Regions from separate parts of the Callithrix jacchus genome. Here region 1 is linked to region 2. A link is a contact called in public Hi-C data. All regions are on one chromosome and are shown on one strand. The core of a region is the stretch at or near the end of the contact, and the rest is flanking DNA. Distances in the headings are between cores, read along the strand shown.

Evidence for each region. A called contact is a pair of places that touch in the nucleus more often than the background predicts.
Region 1: a contact with region 2 is called in a Hi-C map of skeletal muscle, with 2.5 times the contacts expected there. The contact joins the enhancer-like site here to the promoter of ADAMTS17 in region 2. A contact is called at or near these places in 2 of 3 Hi-C or Micro-C datasets (induced pluripotent stem cells and skeletal muscle).

The regions. Positions count from the first base shown.
Region 1 is chr6:9,689,793-9,696,295 of calJac240_pri, forward strand. All of the region lies in intron 7 of ADAMTS17 (ADAM metallopeptidase with thrombospondin type 1 motif 17), which reads left to right. Among named protein-coding and RNA genes, the nearest start is that of ADAMTS17, 120 kb to the left of the region's middle. Within about 2 kb of position 2,414, at least 1 of the 16 cell types and tissues checked has an H3K27ac peak or open chromatin away from gene starts, as enhancers often do. A contact at or near this core is called in skeletal muscle, where this site is marked.
Region 2 is chr6:9,571,659-9,578,538 of calJac240_pri, forward strand. It overlaps ADAMTS17 (ADAM metallopeptidase with thrombospondin type 1 motif 17), which reads left to right and starts at 1,683. Exons shown (of 22, transcript XM_078375967.1): 1 at 1,683-1,836; 2 at 2,240-2,610. The coding sequence starts at 1,758.

The DNA of each region.
Region 1 (6,503 bases), core at 1,164-3,663, 120 kb after region 2:
ACAGGCACGTGCCACCATGCCCAGCTAATTCATATTTTTAGTAGAGACGGGGTTTCACCATGTTGACCAGGATGGTCTCGATCTCTTGACCTCGTGATCCACCTGCCTCGGCCTCCCAAAGTTCCTTTTGTCTTTAAGGTCAGTGACCTTTGGATGGGGTCTCTGAATGGACGTACTTTTTGTTGATGTTGAAACTATTTCTTTCTGTTAGTTTTTCTTGAAACAGTCAGGCCTCTCTGCTGAAGGTCTGCGAGAGTTTGCTGGAGGTCCACTCCAGACCCTGCTTGCCTGGGAATCACCAGCATAGGCTGCAGAACAGCAAAGATTGCTGCCTGTTCTTTCCTCTAGTAGCTTCATCCTAGAGGGGTACTGGCCGGATGCCAGCCATAGCCTTCCTGTATGAGGTGTCTGTTGCCCCTACTGGGAGGTGTCTCCCAGTCAAGATACACAGGGATCAGGGAGCCACTTCAGGAGGCAGTCTGTCGCTTATCAGAGTTCACACGCTGTATTGGGAAATCCACTGCTCTCTTCAGAGCTGCCAGGCAGGGATGTTTAGGTCTGCTGAAGCTGTATCTACTACCACCCCTTTTCCCAGGTGTTCTGTCCCAGGAAGTTGGGGGCTTTATTTAGAAGTCCCTGATGGGCTGCTACCTTTTTTCAGAGATGCCCTGCCCTGCAAGCACATCTAGTGAGACAGTGCCTGCAGCTGCTCAGCTGTGTTGGGCTTTGCCCAGTTCTGATTTCCTGGCAACTTTGCTTACACTGTGAGGTTGAAACCACCTACTCGAGCCTCAGCAATGGCAGAGACCCCTCCTGCCACTGAGCTTGAATGACTCAGGTCAAGCCCACACTGCTGTGCTGCCTGTGAGAATTTCAAGCCAGTGCATCTCAGTGCTGGGCTCAGTGAGGGTGGGGCCCACCAAGCCAGATCACTTGGCTCCCCAGCTTCAGTCCGCTTTCCAGGGGAGTGAACGGTGCTGTCTTGCTGGCGTTCCAGGTGCCACTGGGTATGAAAAAAAAACGCAGCCAGCTCGTTTTCTGCCCTAATGGCCATCTGGTTTTGTGCTGGAACCCAGGGCTCTGGTGGTTGTGTAGGTACTGGAGGGCATCTCCTGGTCTGCGGGCTGTGAAGACCATGAGAAAAGCTCCGTTTCTGGGTGGGAGTGCAGGAAACAGTCCCTAATGGCTTCCTTTGGCTAGGAGCGGGAGTTCCTCGGCCCCTTGCTCTTCCCCGGTGAGGCAGTGCCCCACCCGCTTTTGGCTCGCCCTCCTTGGGCTGCTCTCACTGTCCAACCAGGCCCAATGAGGTGAACCAGGTACCTCAGTTGGAAATGTGGGAATCTCCCACCTTCTGCGTGGCTCTCACTGGGAGCCGTGCACTGGAGCTGTTCCTATTTGGCCATCTTGCCTGGGGCTCTTGTTTTTGTTTTTTTCTTTTAGACAGAGTCTTGCTCTGTCACCCAGGTTGGAGTGCAATGGCATGATCTCGGCTCACTGCAGCCTTTGCCTCCTGGATTTAAGTGATTCTCCTGCCTCAGCCTCCCAAGTAGCTGTGATTATAGGCCCCTGCCATCACAGCCAGCAAATTTTTTGTATTTTTAGTAGAGTCGGGATTTCACCATGTTGGCCAGGCTGGTCTCAACCTCCTGACCAAAGGGGATCTGCCCGCCTTGGCCTCCCAAAGTGCTTCTAAGGTTTTGTATTTTCAGCTCTTACGTTTACGTCTGTGATCCACTCTGAGTTAATTTTTGTGTAGGATGTGAACTGTGCGTCTAAATTCCTTTTCTTGCCTCTGGATATCCAGTGGTCCTAGTACCAGTTATGAAAGACTGTTCCTTCCCTGCCTTGTCCCAGTGACATTTTGGTGGGAAACAGATACTTTATCCTGCGGAACACGAAGCATCCTGTTTCTTTTTCCCTATCAGAAAGATGTTGCTGAGATACAAACTCATGTCCCGTTTCCCTTTGTCCAGTTACACATTTAATCTCAACTCTTCCTCTTGAAACTAATTTTATTACTTTTAGACTTGTGTTCGATCAAATGCATAGGAAGTCTGGAGGAGAAAGGCACCCTGACCTCAGAAAACAGAACATGTGATGTTTCCAAGAACTGCATTCAATGTGTGATTCAAATCTAATCTTAGTAAAATATTGTCATTTAATTTTTATGAATTCACCTATCTCAAATCTGAAGAAGTTTTATAAAGAGTTCTCTTTCCCCTTGATGAGCAGGGATGAGTTGTCAAGTAGGCCTGGAACGTCAGGACCTAGCCGAGGTGGGCACCATAGGCCTCTGGATAAAGCACCCTGGTAGCTCAGTAGATTGCAGGCAGTGGTTGGGGCAGGTGTCAGCATTGGGAAAAGGGGTTCTGTGAGCTTGTTTTTAAAGGGAGTCAATGCAAAATCCAGGGTGAAATTGAGTCAGGCGAGGAGCGCATGGGTAAGGAGGCACGATGAGGTTCCAGATGCAATTTGCTGGTATATTCTTGTGACCGACCTTGTCTGGCCCCCAGCGCAGAGAGAACGAGAGGCCTCCGGTGTCGGTCAAGGTGGTGTTTTCCCAGCCCCCAGCTGTTTGCTGTTCCTTCTTCAGCTTTCCAAATGTCATGCTAATAAAAGCATTTGGAGGTTCACTGCCTCTACACTGGCAACCAGAGCTGCCGATAATTGTGACATTGTGCTATGCCTTTTGGCTCAGAGTTTTTGGGTGGGTAAATACTTTCATTAAGCTTTAAGAAAAGATTTGGACTTGGTCAAACTAATTGCAGTGTTAGATAATATTTGTTCAGAGTTTACTCTGAAAAGTGCTTCACTCTCATTCATTTAATCCTCAAATCCATGAGGTAGGTGTTCATCTCGTCTTACAAAAGGGGCACGAGGCTTGGAGAGATTAAACCAGAGCCGTAGTCGCCCAGCTGGGAGGTGGCAGAGGGGGACTTAAATGCAGACACCAGTCCAGAGCCTGCCCTTCTCCCCTCACTCAGAATCTGCTGGCACAAAGAGAACTCTCCCTGTGGCTTATATTCCCAAGAATGGCCAAGGGAGCTGAGGATATGCTAGGAACAGTGACTTCCAGGTCAGCTCTGCTCTAGGTTCTCCTGGGGAGAGTCAGCAACACCCAGACTCTTAAGTTTGAGTTATTCACCCTCAGGCGAATGGAGTCTTGGGGGCTTGCCAGCCATCCTGCCAGCAGCTGGCTGTTTCGTTACCTGTGTCTTCGAGCAGGAGGGAAACACACTAGCAGCTCCTTTTGCAGATGCCCGTCTGCCCTCACCCATAGAGCAGCCCAGGGGTCTTTTGGATCATCCTTACCCCTGGGGAGGGACCAAGAAGGGCCCTTGGGGTCTGCTGACTGGGTCATTTATGCCAGGCCAGCCCTAGACTTCCCAAAGTATCAGCCAGAAGGCCAACTTGCTACCCAAGGCCAGCAGTGACAAGGGCAGGTGTCTCAGGGGCTGTCAAGTTCTCTGCTGGCTGTGTAAAGACTCCATGTGAAGTGGTCTGTGGTGCATAAGTCAGGTGCTAAAGGAGAATCAGTCATGCTGAAGTCAAGGCTAGCAGCAAGGCTCCTTCTGCCGTGACAACAGGACAGTTACTGGGCTGGAGTTATCAGAGGAATGCCAGACATTTGGGCTCTCATCCATTTGGTAGACTTTCCAGACGAGATCCAGACATGAAATCTAACAAACAGTCCAGGAAGATCAGCACCTCGTCTCACGAACAGCTGATCTTCCACATCCACATCTTGCTTCACTTTGGGAAGTTTGCTTCACCAACTTCTGGTCTGATTGCTGGCTTTGCCCATCTGTCTGACTTAGAATTGCCACCACATTCCAAACAGAGGCATGAGGGCTCCCTTTGGCTGTAGCCAGAGCCTGCCGGGCACAGTGCAGGGGTCAGGAAATAGCAGTCCGCATTCTTAGGTGGTTATGCTTTTGGATGGGAGATTCTGCATTAGTTTTTAATTCATGATACCAAGCGAAGGTGTGAAAGATTTATGGGACAATAGAGCACAAGGAGCAGTTCTTTCCTCCTAAGAGAGAGTTGTCTCTGCAGGGCAGTAATGAACCTGTGATGACAGCAAAGCTTCACTTCTTCATGGTGACCTTGTTCGCATAGTGATCGAGGACTGTCTCAGAGGAAGTCTGCCGTATTGCTTATGCACCTGTGGAACTGGGGTGACCAGCTAAGGAACATCGTACAGGTGCCATGAAGAAACTATTTCAGCCCCCTACATGGACAGTGGGCTGGATACGTGGACGATGGGCTGGATACATGGACCTAGAACATTCTGTGATTTCCACTGTGGGGAAGAGTAGAGCATGGCCAGGTCAGCAGTACTGTTAAGTGGTGACCAGCAAAAGTCTGTGTGCAGTTCCACACTCCTCCAGAGGACAGTCTTGAAGAAAGACTTCCGGAGGAAGAATGGGAAAATAATCCCATTTTTACTACTTTTAAACATCTTTTTGCCTCTTCAGATTTTTAATTTTTATACTCTTTTGAATTAAGAAAAGCATTATTGCTACAATTACATAATTACTGCGAATTACAAAAGACTGAAGCAGGACTGGCATAATGAATGGATCACTTCGGCCTGGAAAGCAGACGCTCTTAATAATATTAATGTTATCAGCTCATTCAAGCATTTTACATTTCTTTTTTTTTTGTCCCTCTTTTGGACTTCTTTTTTTTTTTTTGAGGCAGTTTCGCTCTTGTTACCCAGGCTGGAGTGCAATGGCATGATATCAGCTCACCGCAACCTCCGCCTCCTGGGTTCAAACAATTCTCCTGCCTCAACCTCCTGAGTAGCTGGGATTACAGGCATGCGCCACCATGCCCAGCTAATTTTTTTGTATTTTTAGTAGAGACGGGGTTTCACCATGTTGACCAGGATGGTCTCGATCTCTTGACCTCGTGATCCACCCGCCTCGGCCTCCCAAAGTGCTATCTTAGCACATAGGAAAGACGGGGTGCAATGAGCGGCAGGTAGAACCTTCTTCACAAAGCGGGACGACAGGTTTTCCTCTCCAGTGAGAGATGGGTTCTAACTTCTTATCTTCTCTGCCATCAACATGGGTGAAGAGGGAGAGGGTGGGGTTGGGGAAAATCCAGGGACTCTTCCACAGGGGAGGTGCGCGGGGTTCCATTCAGGAGGTACCAGATAATTCAGATCACTCTACTCAGGCTTTTTTGGCAAAAAAACAACGGTCACCCTTCATAACTAGTCATCTTCCTTGCCCTCTCCCTCACTTTCAGGGCCTTCTAAGCAGCTTGTTTGCTTTTATAAAAATCAGTCATCAGAAAACAGAAAAAGCGACAGTGGAACAAAACAAAAACATTTAATAACTTTGACATAGGGGCTCAGCACCTCTGTCTGACCCCCAGGGGTCCTGGCTGGGGTAGAGCCGGATGGTCCTTCTCTACTCATAGTGCGTTTGCTCCCAGGTGCAGGAGACGGTGAGGGAGAAACCTGCCCCTTCACAGGGCTGAGGCACCCAGACCTTCTGATGTTTGGTGCGCCAAGGTTATGCTGGCATGGACCAGCCCTGGAAGGGATAGGATGAGTAGAAGGATCTGGGCAGGCTGTTGCTTTGCATCTTGGGTCTTGTGTCCCATTTTAAAATGATTCTATCGCCTTGTCTCCAAGTCTTGTTTGGTTGGTTGGTTGTTTATGTTAGACTGAGATTGAGAATGATTTAGGAAAGTAACACAGCTCTGTTCTGTTCCCATGCTGGTAGGCACTGGCTGGGATGTTCTGGGGGTGTGTGTGCTGTGGACAGGCAGGAAGCAGTAAGTGCCTCTTTGGTCTTAGACTCTGACAGAGTGAATGTTGACGTCAGTTTTCTGAGCAATCATGGCAATTTGTCAGTATCCATCAAATGGAGAACAAAAGCAACAAATGGCTTTTATCATTTATTTTTCCTCTTACCAACCCAAAACAAACCCAGTTTTTAGAAATACTAATTTGCAGAAAACAGAGCTTGTTACAAATGTCAGCAAATAGTCTGCTGCATCAAGTCTATCTCCATGTACGTTCAATTCATGCAACCAGTACAATATACCAAGATATGGCCAGGCGTGGTGGCTCAACGCCTGTAATCCTGGCACTTTGAGAGGCTGAGGCAGGCGTGTCACAAGGTCAGGAGATGGAGACCATCCTCGCTAATATGGTGAAACCCGGTCTCTACTAAAAATACAAAAAATTAACCAGGTATGGTAGCATGTGCCTATAGTCCCAGCCACTCAGGAGGCTAAGGCAGGAGAATCTCTTGAACCCAGGAGGCATAGGTTGCAGTGAGCCGAGATCGCACAACTGCACTCCAGCCTGGCAACAGAGCAAGCCTTTGTCTCAGAAAAAAAAAAAAAAAGAAGAGAGATGATAAAGGCCCTGCATTGGGACCAGGGAATAGGTGGTGGCCTTGTCAAAACAGAATGGAGTGGTTTCTTTTTAAAATTCGTTTTGTACACACACACCCTCAAGATTATACCTTTATAAATCATGT
Region 2 (6,880 bases), core at 433-2,932:
TCTTTAATTTTGGTTAGTCGAGAAATAAAATAGTACCTTGCTGTTTTCGTTTTCATGTCCCTATGGACTAATTTTAGCATTTAAGCATCATCCGATAGATTGGTGATGACTACTTCAGGCTGACTTGTCCTTGTGAGGTGGTGTTGCCCAGATTCCATGGTTTTCTGTGGCAGGCCTTGGAGATACCTCTTTTTGACAAAAAGATTCACTAAGAAGCTTACTGTGTTATCTTTTTAAAAATTAAAGTAATATTTTTTGAATAGATAATAGGTACAGGTGTATATGTTTAGGAAATTTATGTACATGAAAATTTTTGATATGGCCATACAATGCATAATAATCTCGTCGGGGTAAATGGAATATCCATCACCGCAATCACCAGCATCTCTTGTGCTGCCAGAAAATGCTGCTGAGCTGTCAGTTGTCTGAAGCTGTTGGCCTGGACAAGGGCAAGGGGGAGAAACAAATCCCCAGGCTTGCCCAAGAGCAGGAGCTGTGCAGATGCCCCAGAATTGCAGGTGCCAAGCAGTGAGTAGCAAGCCTCTGTGGAGGGCCACCGTTTGCCCTTGGGGTTCATTATATTTCGGGGAAGCTGGACAGTGTTCTACGTCTACATATCTTCAGATGATATGTAATCCTGGGATTAATTTAGATTCTGAGGCTTCAATCAGCATCCAGTGGGGAACTATTTCTGCTTTGAGAAAACGGAGAAGAGCAGGACAGGGAAGGGAGGGGAAACCTGAGATCAGTTATGGTTACACTTCAGCTAATTGTTTCATTTTGTTTCCTACAAGATGCTACTCAGCAAGCTAAAGGAGTCACCTTCCCTGCAGATCTGTTATGTTCTGGCAGGAAAGGATCAACTCATTTTGTTTCTGGGAGACTCACATTCAAGTCCAGGCTTTGGGGCTTTGTGCCCTGTTTTCCTAACCCTAACACTGAGTCCTGCCTCCCTCGGGGCGCGGGGATGCTGCTGTTAGTGAGAAGCACCAAGTCAGAACTCAGGACCACAAATTTTGGCCTTCACTGCAACAGGAACTCTCTGGGTACCTTAGGCGTTTTTTCCTTAAGCTCTCTCTTCCTCAGTTTTTCAATCTCTAAGGGGGTGTGAGCATGCCTGTTGCACTGGCTCCTGTGAGATTGAAGACGACAGCAGGTGTGAGGGGTTTGGCTAAACGCCGCGGATATAGCCATCAGGTGCAAGCTCAGGTGTGCAGGAAAGTGGACTGGTAGTCTTTCCAGCCACAAACAACTAAAACCTGACCTTAGAAGTAAATAGTATATGTATTTTGGGATGAAACCGCTTGGCCGGGGCGATTTCCGGCCTGTCTTCCCGGGAAACTGGGCAGCAGGCTGAGAGATTTTCAAAATGAGGACAAGCTCTGAAGACCAGCCCCGCGGCCTCCGGCTCCTCCAGGGCCGCAGAGCTCCGGTCGGCTTCCGCGCGCCACCTGGTGCCGCGTCCCCGCCACTGCCCAGAAACCACGTGTAAGAAAGTGCTTACAACCTAACTACGCACTGCGGTTTCCACCCATTCTGACCAATAGGGAAGGAGGAGGCGGGGCAGAGGAAAGCGAGGGCCCAATCACCTCCCGCCTTCCGAGGGAAAGGCGGGGCTTGAGGTTTACCACGTTGGGTTTGTCCGCAGCGCTAATTACTTTTTCCAAAGGCTGGAGGGTTTCACTCCGCTTGGCGCCGCCGCCTCGCGCGCTCCTGCTCCGCCGTCACGGCCCGGGGGGCTGCCGGTCCCGGGTACCATGTGTGACGGCGCCCTGCTGCCTCCGCTCGTCCTGCCGGTGCTGCTGCTGCTGGTTTGGGGACTGGACCCGGGCACAGGTAGCGCCCCTCCCACGGCCGCCTTCGCCCCCGCGTCCAGCAGCTGCCTCCCCTCTGCGCTCGTGCGGCGTCCTGGCGGCCCCGGGACCGCTGACCGCGCCCGGGCTGAGGAGGCTCGGGCCGCAGCCACAGGACGGGACTCGGGTGGTTCCGTGGTAGGCGCGCCGCCGCCGCCGGGTCTCCGCTGGCCGAGGCGCGGCGCCGTCCCGGGAGGTGCTCGGGCTGCTGCTCCGGGGACCCTCCCCGGGTGGCGCGGGCCTGCGCGGAGGTGCCGGGCGAGGGAAGGGAAGGCAGCGCCCGCTCCGGGTCGTGCTGTCCCGGCGCTGGCGCGGCGGGAGGCCGGCGGGAGGGCCGGCGGGAAGGCGGGCCCCGCGGCGCTGACGCGTCTCCTCTCTCCCCGCAGCTGTCGGCGACGCGGCGGCCGACGTGGAGGTGGTGCTCCCGCGGCGGGTGCGCCCCGACGACGTGCACCTGCCGCCGCTGCCCGCAGCCCCCGGGCCCCGACGGCGGCGGCGCCCCCGCACGCCCCCCGCCGCCCCGCGCTCCCGGCCCGGAGAGCGCGCCCTGCTGCTGCACCTGCCGGCCTTCGGGCGCGACCTGTACCTGCAGCTGCGCCGCGACCTGCGCTTCCTGTCCCGAGGCTTCGAGGTGGAGGAGGCGGGCGCGGCCGGGCGGCGCGGCCGCCCCGCGGAGCTGTGCTTCTACTCGGGCAGTGTGCTCGGCCACCCTGGCTCCCTCGTCTCGCTCAGCGCCTGCGGCGCCGCCGGCGGCCTGGTACTGCCCGCGCCGCCTCCGCGTCGGCCCGTCGGGTCTGTCCCGGCGCAGGGTCGTCGCCGTGGAGGGTGGGGGTGGGGCGCCTCTGCGGAAAGTCCAGCCTCCAGGGGAACCGTAGAGAAGCCCCTGCCTTTCCACCTCTCCCCATCCCCCACCCCTACCTTCAGGACCCTCTATAGGCAAAGCGGGTGGAAGGGGCAGTCTCCGAATCCAGCGCCTCTGTAGCCCGTGGAACACGCCTGAAGCTGGGGCTGCGTGGGGTCTACGCCGCCCGCACAAGGGAGCGCGGATCTAGCAGGGATGAAACTGTCAGGGTCCTGAACAGAGGCGCCTTGGCCGGTGCGGAGAGTTTTTGGACGTGGAGGTAGGGGAGTGCGCAGTCACCTCTCTCCTGTTTGAGTGTTCTTTCTGTACCTGGAACAGGAAGTTGGGAGAAGTGCCCACACAGGCCACCGCTAACCCCGCTCTTACCGAAACGTAAGAAACAGGAGAGGAAGGGCTTTTGTCCTTGTTTGCTTATACTATTAGAAGGCATTTATCTTGTGCTCACCCCCAACCAGGCCTGAAGGATGGTTACCTTGGTGATAAGCTCTATTCCTGTCCCCAGAAGCTCCCTTGTTGTGGCAGTAACTTCTCCGTGTCCCCAAATCCCTGCCCTGTGGCATTTGAGGCACCTGTGACAGGTGCTCTTGGGGGCAAGCGAGTTCTTGTGTGCACTTGCCCTGCCTGTGCACACACTTGATCATGTGGCTACACTGGTGTCCATACGCACTCAGCTCCGTGCCCCGAAGGCAGCACACGTTGTCGGCAGATCGCCTGCCCCCAGCAAAGCTTGGTATGGACCCAGAGCATGAAATGGAGGGTTTTTTTCCTCTGTCTTCTGTCATGACTGGCCTCTGGAGAGGCAGTTTCTGATATTAGTTTGTGTCTGTCCTTCCCGGGCACAGGAAACTGCTCTCTCCACCTTTTCTTATGCCACTAGCTAGAATTCCTCAGCCTTTACCCGCAGGGTCTGTGGCAAGACCCCGAGAATCCAGGGAGCCAGAAGGCCTGGGGGTATAAAGTCTTATGTAAGACCTCTCCTTTCTTCCCAGTGCTGCGGGTAACTCTGGGTGGTTTCCTAGATCAGCCTGGCTTTCCTTTCAAGAATGTTCTGAGTTCTGATTAGGGTATGATCTGGTTTTGCTCAGCTGGGAAAATAGGCAGCTTTGGTGAAACAAGGAAAGTGATATATAGATCTTGGAGGGGGCCTGGTAGGAGGGAATGCTGACCAAGGGCTGGGAGGCTGGAGTGGGAGTGAGAAAGGCTCAGATCACTGTAGGGCTTGGGTCAAGGCTGTATCATGTTCTGGGAGGGACTGGAAGGCCCACATCATTTTTCCTGTTTTTGCCAAAGTGTTTAAAGTCTAGGTCACATCATTGTACTGTACATGGAAACATCTGAATCCCATTTGCTGCGGTTTAGTGAGTTTCTGTAGAGGTCAGAGTTTATACTTCTTGGTGTAAAGTTTCCAGCAAGGAGCTATCTGTGAAGGAGCCGAGGGTGAAAATCTGGATAACATTGATTTAAAATCCTCGCAGAGTGAGGGCTGGGCCCTCTCATAGATGGCATCTCAGCCAGCTTCTCAGCAAGACTGTCCTTCCCTTCAGCACCATGTGAGGGTGCTGTGCTTTACATAAAGGAACCCGGCCAACAGGCTGAGTTCAGTGTGTGCCAGTGGTGGGTGTACCTCTAAGACTTTGGCTTTTAAATTCCTGCTTTAGTTGGAATTCCTGTTTAGTCCGCTGTGTTCATCCCGTTCGTGTGAGCTGGACGTTGGACACTTGCCCCTCAGTACGTGTTGAAGGCAGGAGGGAAGAGACAATGGGGTGACTTGGAGGTGGACCCCTTGGTTACAAGGTGGTCCTGAAAGCGTAAAGAAAGGAAAGCAGCAGGAATTTGGGCCAATCACGTTTGCATCACAGACTAGCTTTGGCTTGGGTTCTCAGTTCAGGCGGCCGGGGATGCTGTGTGTCTCTCGGCCGTGGTGAAGCTCTGTGAAGTGGAGCTGTAGAGGGGGGTGTGTGTATTGTCTACAACAGTCTCCGCTACAAGGTGTGGGAAGGAGTGATGAAGTAAATGATCTTTGGTGGCCATGGATGGGGGGCATTTCAAAGTGTCCTTGTATCCAAAAACGAGCAGCAAGGGTCGGCAAACTTCTTCTCTTAAGGACCAGATAATACTTGAGGCTCTGTGGGCCACACAGCCTTTGTTGCAGCCGCTCAAAGCTGCCCGTCTAGTGTGAAAGCAGTTGCAGCTGCGGACGGCTTACAAGCAAACGGCTGTGGCTGCGTTCAGCAAAGCTTCATTCCGGATGTTGAATATCATGTCAATTGCTGGTAAGTCCCACTCTATCTAACATTTCCAAAAGGCCTCAGCAGAGTGTGTGGAGTGCCTGTGCTGGGGGCACACTGGCTCGGTTCCATGTTGCATGGAATCTGTGCTGTTGGTCTCCAGACATGTTTGCTATTTGTTTAAAAGAGATGCATTATTAGAATAGATCATTCCTTAGCTGTTTAGGGGCCTTGGAGAGTAAAACACCTGTTCCATTTTTGCTCCTTCTCCTTTTGACGGCAGGCAGAGGCATGGGCCTGTGGCATTCCCTTCATGGTCTTATCTGGGCCAGCTGTGCTTTTTGGATCTTCAAAGACCATAGACTTAAGTATGAATTGTCTTCTGTTTATGCTTCTTCATTGTATTTACATTTCCAAGAGTCTTTAGACAGAGCGTAGGTTTTTTGGAAGGGTTTCTGTGAGTGTATCATTTCAAAGCAATGAACTTTAGGCATATGAGGAAGGCCTTTCCACTCCTAATGAATTTATGTAAGTTTGGATCAGCTGTCTCTGTGACCAGGGCCGGATCATGGAAGGCCAGTGGAATTGGAATCAGGCTGAACCTCGTAGGTAGGCAGGAGAGCAGAGCAGGCACTTCAAGGACAGCATGAGCCTGAGGCTCTGAAAAGAATCTGTGTGGCTTGTTCAAAGTGAGTGGACTTGTTTTAGGAAGTATGAATGAGAGGAGGGGAGGGCTGGAGGCCCCTGCTGTTGGGTGTGGTCTGCAGAACAGCGGCCATCCTTCTTTGGATGATACTCACAGAGCTTGGGAAGGCCACCCACTGGAATGTGTCCACCCCTTCTCGGCCAAGGCTGTGGCCTGCCAGGAGCACAGTGTGAGATGGTGGGACCAGACAGACCACCAAGGCGCTCTGGGCTACAGATCACTAAGTCCTAACTGTTTCCAGCCTACCTTGAAGGACTGTGAGAAGGTCAGGGATCCTCCTCTCGTAGTTTCTCTGTTGTCACAGCCACATGCTGTAGGACTCTTATTTGGAATCCTACAGCAAATAAGAGGTCAACCTGGTGGCCCAGCCCACCCCTCACTCTGGCTGGTCAGCCTGATGGCAGACCTTATGTCCATGTGGGTAGCAGATCATTTGTACTGCATGGGACATTCATAGTTCTGTACGGCTGTTCCTCCCAGTCCACTTGAAACTTTTAGAGAATGCTCACCTCTATTTTTAGGGGAACTAGTGTAGTCCAGATAAGAATAGATGGGGCTGAGCTTAGCCAGCTCATGAGTAGGCAGCTTAGGTTAGAAGCGTTGGGGACCCCGTTTTTAAGAGGGCAGCCTGCGTGCATGATTCCTGTGATGAAGAAGCAGGTTTGGGATATCACCACCTCTTTCTTTACAAAAGAGTTATCAAGCCCTCTTTGATTGATTGATTGATTTACAAAATCGCCCAGCTTTATAAGGCAGCCTCATTCGATGGAGAACAGCTGAGTAGGAATTGGTCTTGGCAAAAATGTGGCGTGGAGACCCTTTGGAAGGGACTGCATTATAATACATCGTTATATTCAGACGGATCTGAGGAAGGTGTGGTAGTCCTGAGTGATGGCTTGTTGTTAATTGATCCTGTGCAGCATAAATGTATTTGGAGAATACAAAGCACATATTTAGAAGTTTGTAGAAAGAAACGATGGGGTGGATGCTAAGTGGCATTTTGGCAGGAAAAAAAAGGCAAAGACAGTTGCCTGAAGTTTGGAGCCTCGGAAGTATTGGAGGGAAGAGCTCAGAAAGTTCTGAGGCCTCTGGCTGCCACCTCTGGAATGACATTTCCATGGCCTCACAATGGCTTGTCTTCGTTCCCCTCTGTCCTCTCCAGCCCTGCATATGCTTGGGTTCCTCCTGATTGCCCAGGGCTTCCTCCAGCTGCAGCTCTCCAGGGCTGGGC